2 separate regions of the Danio rerio genome follow, and region 2 is linked to region 1. A link is a contact called in public HiChIP or PLAC-seq data. All regions are on one chromosome and are shown on one strand. Each heading gives the region's core, a stretch centred on a gene start, on an enhancer-like site or on the middle of the called end of the contact. The rest is flanking DNA. Distances are from core to core; before and after follow the strand shown.

Region 1 (4,636 bases), core at 970-3,469:
AAGGCACGTGTGTGTGCTTTTATTTTTAGCACTAATTCCTGAGTACTTCTTAATACAGATAAAGACAATCATAAAGAAATCAGTGTGATAATGCGAGAAGTGCTGCAATACAACATTTCAGAGGTGAGATTGTCTAAATTCTACATCCAATGAGTGCTTTTCTTTCAAAGGCAGGAATTTGCAGAATTTTCTTTGGATTTGTTCTCCAGCCAATGAGACGGCAGGTGGTCAAACACACCCATTGACCGTCTCCCTCAATGGAAGTCACTGATATTTTGTGACTCTCTTTAATTTGCTGCCAAGAGCAGGCTGGGTTTGGCACAAATTATGTTGTTGGTTATCAAGTTGGCAAATAACTGTGTTTTAGTTCTACAGGAAGCACTTTGAGTGAACATAATGTACAATGTTTAAATTTAAAGTAACACTTTATTTTGTTGGGACGCACTGAGCAAACTATGATTTTAGTCTGTGTGCGGGGTTTTATCAGTTGTGATGACCTTGAGTAGACTGTGATGATTGAGAATAACATTTCTGGAGATGATGGACGTCAAGCAGATCTAAAATATACAAAAACTTTTTTTTAATATATATATATAAATCAATAAATAAATAAATGTAATTCACGTTTAAATATATCATACTGCACATGGCCAAACCATTTTGAAAAATATTAATAACACACCTTCATTATTTAAAAAACAATTACATTCAAATAGTAATAAAATGAAGTAGGATAATAAAATTATTAAATTAAATTAAAATAATAATCATTTTGGTTGTACATGCGAGTAATAATAAATGTTTTAATAAAATACTATTTATGCTATTATCTGTACAATTTGATGTTTAATAAAGGGCTGTTATTTGGCATTTTTACTAAACATTTATGACAATTTTTTTTTTCAATGTACTTCAGTTTGTCAGTGTTTTCTGCTTTTTGTTTAGTTGTTTTATTATATTTGAAAGCACATTTTAACCTTTTAGACTTAATTAGTCACAACATTTAAATTTAAAATGTTACAATTGCGATTTCTTTATATGTTTAAACAGTTTGAATAACATTAATTTACATCACGTTTATTTAATGACATTAAATAAATCTGCAAAATGTACCTTAATATATAAATATATATATTGTGACTTTAAATAATTATATATGTATATATATATATATATATATATATATATATATATATATATATATATATATATATATATAAATTAAATCATGACAATTTCTGTTCGTAAAATTGTTATTTGCTTTTAAGCATAGTCGTGTAATGTATTTTTTCAGATTTTTTCAAGGCATTATTTTAATTCTTTATTTATGTAGGCTATGTAGAGAAGATACATTTGCATAATTAATTGATAATAACTAGTTTATAATAATATAAAAATAAAAGTTGACAATTTAACATACATCCTTCATGTGTTTTTCAACAATAAATATCTTAAACAAAAACACATCATGACATTATTAAACAAAAGAAAGACCTTAAGAAATCGATTTGCTTGTAGATTCTCAAATGGGTGTTATTTGGCATTTCTTAAGCATTTATGACATTTACCTTTTTTTTTCAATGTACTTCAGTTTGTCAGTGTTTTCTGCTTTTTGTTTAGTTATTATTTTTGAAGCACATTTTACTCTTTTAGACCTATAAATAATCACAACATTTACATTTAAAATGTAAAATTGCAATTTCTTTAAAACTTAAACAGTTTTATAAGCCTTTTTCAATGCTTTGTTTCAATTGTTTATTTATTTATTGTTTATTAAGTCATATAAAAAGATAACATTACATAGTCCTAATGAAATGTCATTTAAGATTAAAACTATAATTAACTGATCATAATTAGTTTATAATATAAAAATACGATGACAATTTACCATAAATCCATATATCATTTTAGCATAAAAAACATCATAAGAAAGAAAGAAAGAAAGAAAGAAAGAAAGAAAGAAAAAAAGAAAGAAAGAAAAAAAACAAAAAGAAAGACCTTGAGAAATCGATTTGCTTGTAGACTCTCAGGGGCCTCAAAACTTTCAGACTTGTAATTGTAAGTGATGAGTCAGTGTGGGGGTTCCTGGCTTTTTATTGGTCAGATCGCGCCTTACCCCGCCTCTGTTGACCAATAAAATGCCGCTGATTTGCATAAGGTCCCGCACGGTAGGATAAAGACACGCTTGTAGCGGCACCGATTTAAACTTTTGAGGAACTCTGGACACAAGACATCTAAAGCAGCTGCTGCCTCCCAACTGGAATATTAACCTGCTGTAACACTGTTTAAATACCCGGATCTCAACGCCTTTTACATTCAATCCTAACAAGCTGTTGAATCCGTGATCATTATGATGTTTAATAAGGGGAGAGTAAGCAGCGCTTTTTTAATATCTTGGATGTACTTTGTCTACATTTCCTCGGGAATGGAAACTACAATTGACCCAACTGCTGAATCTATCACTTTAAGTAAGTATAAGATTATTTGTTTAAATAAACTTGCGTTTATAAAGTTTAATAAGTGTCCAAAGTTCAACTTAATGGCGAAAATGTGGTTCAGAGAGTCGCATAATTAATCACAATGCACAGAAATAACGGAAAGCGCCCAGAATGAACGCACGAGGCATTATGCACAGCTCATGTTTCATTGACTGCATTTAATTTCACTATCATAAACTCATATAAATATATAAACACTTATTATATAAAATATATAGCAGCACATTATATTGGTGCAAAAAATATAAAGATTTTACAAAACTTTAAAACAAAATATATATATTTTTTTTAATTTAAACATTAATATATTATTGTATAAAAGTGTCATAAAAGTCTAATAATGCTATATAAACATTAAGAGAAACTTTCTATTTAATTGTGTTTTATTTCCATGAATTTTTATTATTAAAATGTAAATGTTTTTTAATAGTTGTTGGTCTCCTTTTGAACACTGTACTTTTCAAATTAGATCATAAAAATGACTATAAACATCTTCAGTTTTTAATCGAATTTGTAGGCTTTTAACAACACAGAAAATAAATGTTATGTCAAAAGTAGATTTTAGATATACTTAAGATATGTGGACATTGTACTTTTTTATATTATCAGTCAAGTAGTAGGAAAAGACTCAAAACTGATGTTAAAAAATGTATATATTTTTTATACCATTGTTTATTCATTTAAACAATGGTTATTGTATAAATAAAAATTATTTATTTAGTTAGTTACTGCAATAATAGCATTAATAAATTGTATTCTTTTTGACATGTCAGAATGGTCGGTTATGGACTCACTGAAACTTTTACAGAAAAATAACTTTGAACATTATCAGTCTGGGAATGGATCCAATCCTTCGTTTGGGAATAATTCTTTGTCTAGAAAAAAAAAAGAGCAAAAGTATAAGCACATGCAAGATAAGCTTCTTTAAAACTAGTAATTAAAAATTTATAAGCAGCTTACGCGAAAAGGCGCTGAATATAATCAACACTTACTGTTTGCTGGCCAGTAGGTTAAACTGATTGTTGATCTGGTTTTGTGAAGGTGACATCATAGGCAATGCCACAGAATGGATGATGGATTTCACTGACATCGAGTCCAAGTTTTCTTTTCGGACCCTCGAAGAACCTGAAGATGACCTGTGCTACATAGTTCCTGGTCAACCCCAATCCATCAAAGACTGTAACTTCAATACAGAAACCAAGACTTTTATAGTTATTCATGGATGGACGGTAAGTGCTGCCTTTTTTTTTTTTTTGTCTGCACTGAATGTGCACTGCAGTCCAAGCAATGATGTTTTTTTTTTCTCAGGTCACGGGAATGTTTGAGAGCTGGGTTCCCAAACTGGTAACAGCTCTTTATGAACGAGAGCCCTCAGCCAATGTTATTGTTGTGGACTGGTTGTCCCGTGCGCAACAACATTACCCAACATCAGCCTCCTACACAAAACTAGTTGGCAAAGACGTGGCCAAATTTGTCAACTGGTTACAGGTATGCCAAGCTCTCAGAGTTTTCCAAATTTTGGTTACAATCATAAAGAGAAAATTTGTTGAAGATATAGAGCTTGTTTCATGCCTTAAACTTTATCCTGCATGTCTTGTTTTCTCGTCCAGGCTGAAATTGATTATCCTTGGGAGAAGCTGCATCTGTTGGGTTACAGTCTTGGCGCTCATGTTGCAGGAATCGCTGGCCTTCTCACCAAACATAAAGTTAACAGAATCACAGGTAACTTGATTTAGATCTCTTAAAGCCCTGATATACTTGCAGAAAAGTTTTTTGTTTCCATGTAGCCCCTATGATTTTGCTCAGGATTTAAACTGGTGTAGGAGGCTGATGAACAAAGACGCTAAAGATCGCAACTTATAGCATCTGTTTAAATCCCAATAACATTTCCCTGCCTCTGATCTTGATGGACTAACCAGAAGAAATTAACTAAGGATTATTTCAATAGCTGGGTTTCCATCACCCCGTGTTAATGTCCATTTTGAAGTTTCGCATGAGAAACGAGTGATGGAATTAGCACATTTTGAAATACTTTAATTCGCAAAAAAAATTATACATTTGCTTGAGGTGGTTTAGAACTTGTGCCAAATAAAATTCATGCGAGTAGTAGATGGAAGCTAATTTGTTAAAATCTGATG
Region 2 (4,620 bases), core at 474-2,973, 99 kb after region 1:
AATATTTTATATGTTTCACAAAATTAAACATATGTGTTCAAAGGGGAAAAGTTCTTGTTTTTTACCCAGAGATTTAAAATATTTATATATATTTCAAAACAATATATTTAAAAACAGTGAAATTTTTTATCCAGGGTTATTATATTGTCAGAATCTTATACCAGCCCATGCCAAATATACATACACACACAGGGGCATAGCAACTGGGGGATACGTCCCCCTCACTTTTAGAGACAGACCATATAGAAACCAGTGGTTACTAATTTTATGAACGTAAACTTTTCAATCTCGTTCAGCTGTTTCTACCCCCCACACTTTTAAAATGTCCGCTACGCCCCTGCACACACAGATTATATATACAAACCTATAGATTTACCACATAGATAAATAAAAATGAAAAATAAACAGACATTATTATGTTTGTATAAATAAGCACAAAAAAACTTTGACATTGCGCATTTATAACATCATAAGAAATGTTATTTATTTCATGTCACTGAACTGATCCGAATGTCAATACAATAGCAATACAAAGAATGACAACAAAACAAACAATAATATGAATACATGATCCTCAGCAACTTGAGAACCGAATCACCAGCAAAAATGTCAATGTCCCCTTTGCCTGCTGGGAAACGATATGTTGATCCAGACCTTACTCTTAATGATTTGTCCAAATCCTCTACATCTTCTTGCCTTTATTCAGTTTATTATGCCTCCAAATGTGTTCCTTCCTTATTCGCCTCCAGTATTCCCAACTGTCTGGTTCCAGTTCATTGAGTTGTTTGACTGGGCCGAGGTTTAACTGAAACAACCTGAATACATGGGGGGACCAAAATGAAACTGTTAATTTCAAGAAAGTTATTATTGTAGCTAACATGACATGCAATAAATGCAAAGTAAAAAACACATTCCTACCATTCTGGATACTCATCCTTGGGTTTAATAGTAGGGTCTTCACCTTGTTTAAAGACATTAACCCCAACTGCATATGTGCAAAGCTTTGCTGGATCCTTGCAGACTTCTGGACCTTTCAGAACCTCCTTTACCATTCCTTTCCCCTTCCCTTTGAATACTAATAAAGACACGAATAATATTTAATAAACATGAATAAAGGAAAATTCAATAAAAAATTAAATATAACGTAAATACAATACAATTTAATACAGCAATAAGTTAAATGTTGTAAAAATTGGTCCTCCAAGGTCAGAAGTTGCAGGCTAATGTTGACATGTGTGAATATAGTATTAAATCTGTACAAAAAGGAAACATACCTGGTTTCTTAGCATAACTACGGGTCTGGACGAGAAACGTGTTACAAAAAAGATTATTATAAGCATTCAGAACAGGCAAGTTTATCCTTTTGAAAGGCTGTAATACAGTATGTGCCATTGTAGCTTTACGTATCCTCCACCATGCTGTCTGAACTGCCCATGAAGGAGAGACGCGTTTCCGGAAGAAGCTAAAACACGCATGCGCACTGCATAAATCCAAAATAAGGCCATGCTTGCTCAATTCTCACATGTGACTGTTTTAATAAAGCTTTTCCAAAGTACATAACACGGGCAGCGTATGAATTTATAACAAACGACTGGTTGGAAAAAGCAACTAAGCAGAAATAAATCGTTGTTTAAGAAACGAGTTTACTCCTGTTCTCTAGAGGGCAGTAAATCCGAGGAAAATTGATAAACAATCCTGTTGGGACGCAAGCTAGTCTGATACAGACAGAAGCTGAAATGTCGGAGTACAAGTCTGTCCAGAAAGGCTCTTTAAAACTGAAAGGGGTTTCTTTACCAAGTAAAAAGTGTGTATTTGTTTATGTTAGTTTTTAATATATCAAAACAACTATTACGATATTTATTTTGGAAATATTTTGTCATTGACTGACACGCCATCTGTTAGCTGTTATGCTAGCTCTGTGTTGTTGATCGACTTAACATCGTTGTTAATGTGATCAATTTTCATGTTGTGTTGTTTTTTTTAGGAAAAAGAAGAAGAATAAGGAAATGAAGCGTTTGGAGGAACAAGTTTTGACCTCTGAAAACGAAGAAGGAACTAAAAAAGCTTATGTTGACAAAAGGACACCAGCACAGATGGCATTCGACAAAATACAAGAGAAAAGGGTGAGTATCTATCTATCTATCTATCTATCTATCTATCTATCTATCTATCTATCTATCTATCTATCTATCTATCTATCTATCTATCTATCTATCTATCTATCTATCTATCTATCTATCTATCTATCTATCTATCGACATTGCTCTTTAGCTTTCTGTGAGATTAACACACTATATTCTATCTTAAATATATTTTTCTCGTTAGCAAATGGAAAGAATCTTGAAGAAAGCCTCCAAAACACACAAGAGAAGAGTTGAGGTAAGCATCAGTATTGAGATTCATGTAAGTAACAAGTGGTTATTTGGTTATTAATGTGTAAATAAGTTATTTTTGTTGTGTTACAGGATTTCAACAGACACCTGGACACACTGACAGAGCATTATGACATTCCTAAAGTCAGCTGGACGAAATAAATATTTGTGGATTTTCAGTTTCATGCTTCAATAGCATATGGGCTTGTTTTTGTTTTCTTGTAATTAGTGCTGCAGCAAAGTCCAGAGTGATTTTAAGTTTTCATTTAAAATTTTAAACCCTTTTGGATGCAGTCAACCTCTTTCTTTCTTTTTCTTTTCTTTTCTTTTTTAACACATTCAAGGTTCAAATGTTTGTGAAAATTACATTTTGTAACTTGTGGTTCAATTATGTATTTATGCTGTTGATTGGCTTTTGTTTATTGCAAGGCTTGACTGCCAAAAAAATAGTCCAAACATGTAAAGTGGCTTCAATTGCAATTTATGACAGAAAATGTTGATTCAAGAGTGATGCTTTGTTACATTTGTGCATGTGACTGTATAAGTTTCCTTAATAAAATTCATTTAAGCCAATTATTTTTAATTCAGAATAATTAAGTAAAGTCTTTAAACAATGGTCTAATAATAACGGAGTAGAATCCTTGCCTTGGGTGTCCAAACTTGGTTCTGAAGGGCCGGTGTCCTGCATATTTTAGTTCCAACCCCAATTAAGCACACCTGAACCAGCTTATCAAGCTCTTTCTAGGTATACTAGAAACTTCTAGGCAGAAGTTGAAGCTTAACTGAGCAGGACACCGGCCATCCAGGACCGAGTTTGGACACCCCTGCCTTAAACGCATCTTCAATATGCTTTGATTTGCATATCAGTTGTCAACTTTAATCTTTAAATATAAATTGTGCAAAATGAAATCACATTTGCTAATTAATAATCAGTAACATGGAGTCAGAATCAGCAATGTTTGGTTCTCAGACTAATGTGGGAACATTATTTTCTGGCTATCAGAACATTTTCTTTCAAAGTATCTTTGTTCTGGGGATGTTACATTTTTGGATTTCAAAAAAAGATCTCGCAGAAATCATCCAAATTTTATTTGATTTCTAAAAAATAACCAAAAGGGAACGCTACGTTCTTGATGCATAAACTCTCAATTTGTAAGTTACAAAAAAACATTTAATTTACCACTGTGATCTGATAATGCGTGCTAGCCTTTTTAACTCATTTAGTGACACTATGGAACAGCCATCTTACTGTGTCTCAAAAAGACACTCAAACCATTTGATCTGCAGTTTTAAATAATTATAACACATTTCAGTGAGAAAGCTGAACAAACAGATAACTTCTAAGACAAGGTAGACTCCCCTGTGTGGGTAGTCAAACAAGAGTGGTAGATACCAGTCTCTTTAAACAGGTCACCATAAACGAACAAACTGTAGAGCAGGTCTCAAATTTTAAGAATTTAGGCACAATTATTGACAATAAACTGAATTTTAATTGTAATGTAGAGGCAGTTTATAAGAAAGAAAGTCAGCGCCTCCATCTCCTTCGCAAGTTGAGAAGTTTAATGCAAGTACACAGACTTTAAACATGGCATATAGATCATTGATAGAGAGCGTTCTCACATAAAATATTGTTTCATGGTTTGGTAACACAACACTTAAACAGAAGAAGAAATTAGCACAAATTATTAATCAGGCAAAAAAGATAACTGGTCACAAATAACTTTCACTGCAGATTTTAATTTTGTTGAATTGTTACCATCAGGACGCAGGTTTAGAATTCCTAAAGCACGAAGAAATGCTTATAAAAAGTCATTTATCCCAATGGCAGTTGTTACTTTAAATAGGATCAATTTTTGAAGTGAATGATGTGGTTGCCAAGAATGATCTGCAGTATTTTGTATGGGGCTAATTTGGTTTTTAAACTTTTAACTTCTGTTTTTTGTCTTGATGAATGTTGTTATTATGTGGTTGTTGTATGTTTGTAATTGTTGTCTTAAATCCAGTGTTGGTGACAAATTTCCTTTCTGTGTCAAGCAGAACGGACAATAAAATTTTAACTAAACTAAAATGGAAAGTGCAAGGATGATTTATATATCGAGCACTGAAAATTCACCATGAGGTTACACAGAAGGTACATAGTGTTTAAAAATTAACTATGAGTATTGAAATGAGTTAAACAACTTGCATATTCCACGAGCACCTCATGAATAAGTTTATGCCTCTACAACAGGCATTTAACCCATTTAAA

The links. HiChIP or PLAC-seq counts read pairs in DNA pulled down with a chosen protein or histone mark.
Region 2: an H3K4me3 HiChIP or PLAC-seq map of gastrula embryo shows a contact between it and region 1, with 4 times the contacts expected there. The contact joins the promoter of fam32a here to the promoter of lpla in region 1. A contact is called at or near these places in 3 of 4 datasets of contacts at active chromatin or transcription factors (caudal fin, embryo and gastrula embryo).

The regions. Positions count from the first base shown.
Region 1 is chr22:15,339,018-15,343,653 of GRCz12tu, forward strand. It overlaps lpla (lipoprotein lipase a), which reads left to right and starts at 2,220. Exons shown (of 10, transcript NM_131127.1): 1 at 2,220-2,468; 2 at 3,540-3,727; 3 at 3,807-3,986; 4 at 4,109-4,220. The coding sequence starts at 2,351.
Region 2 is chr22:15,438,110-15,442,729 of GRCz12tu, forward strand. fam32a (family with sequence similarity 32 member A) reads left to right here and starts at 1,724. Exons shown (of 4, transcript NM_001002203.1): 1 at 1,724-1,804; 2 at 1,985-2,123; 3 at 2,326-2,379; 4 at 2,466-2,945. The coding sequence starts at 1,737. The coding sequence ends at 2,534. It overlaps mrpl54 (mitochondrial ribosomal protein L54), which reads right to left and starts at 1,459. Exons shown (of 3, transcript NM_001346276.1): 1 at 1,275-1,459; 2 at 919-1,075; 3 at 456-815. The coding sequence starts at 1,392. The coding sequence ends at 683.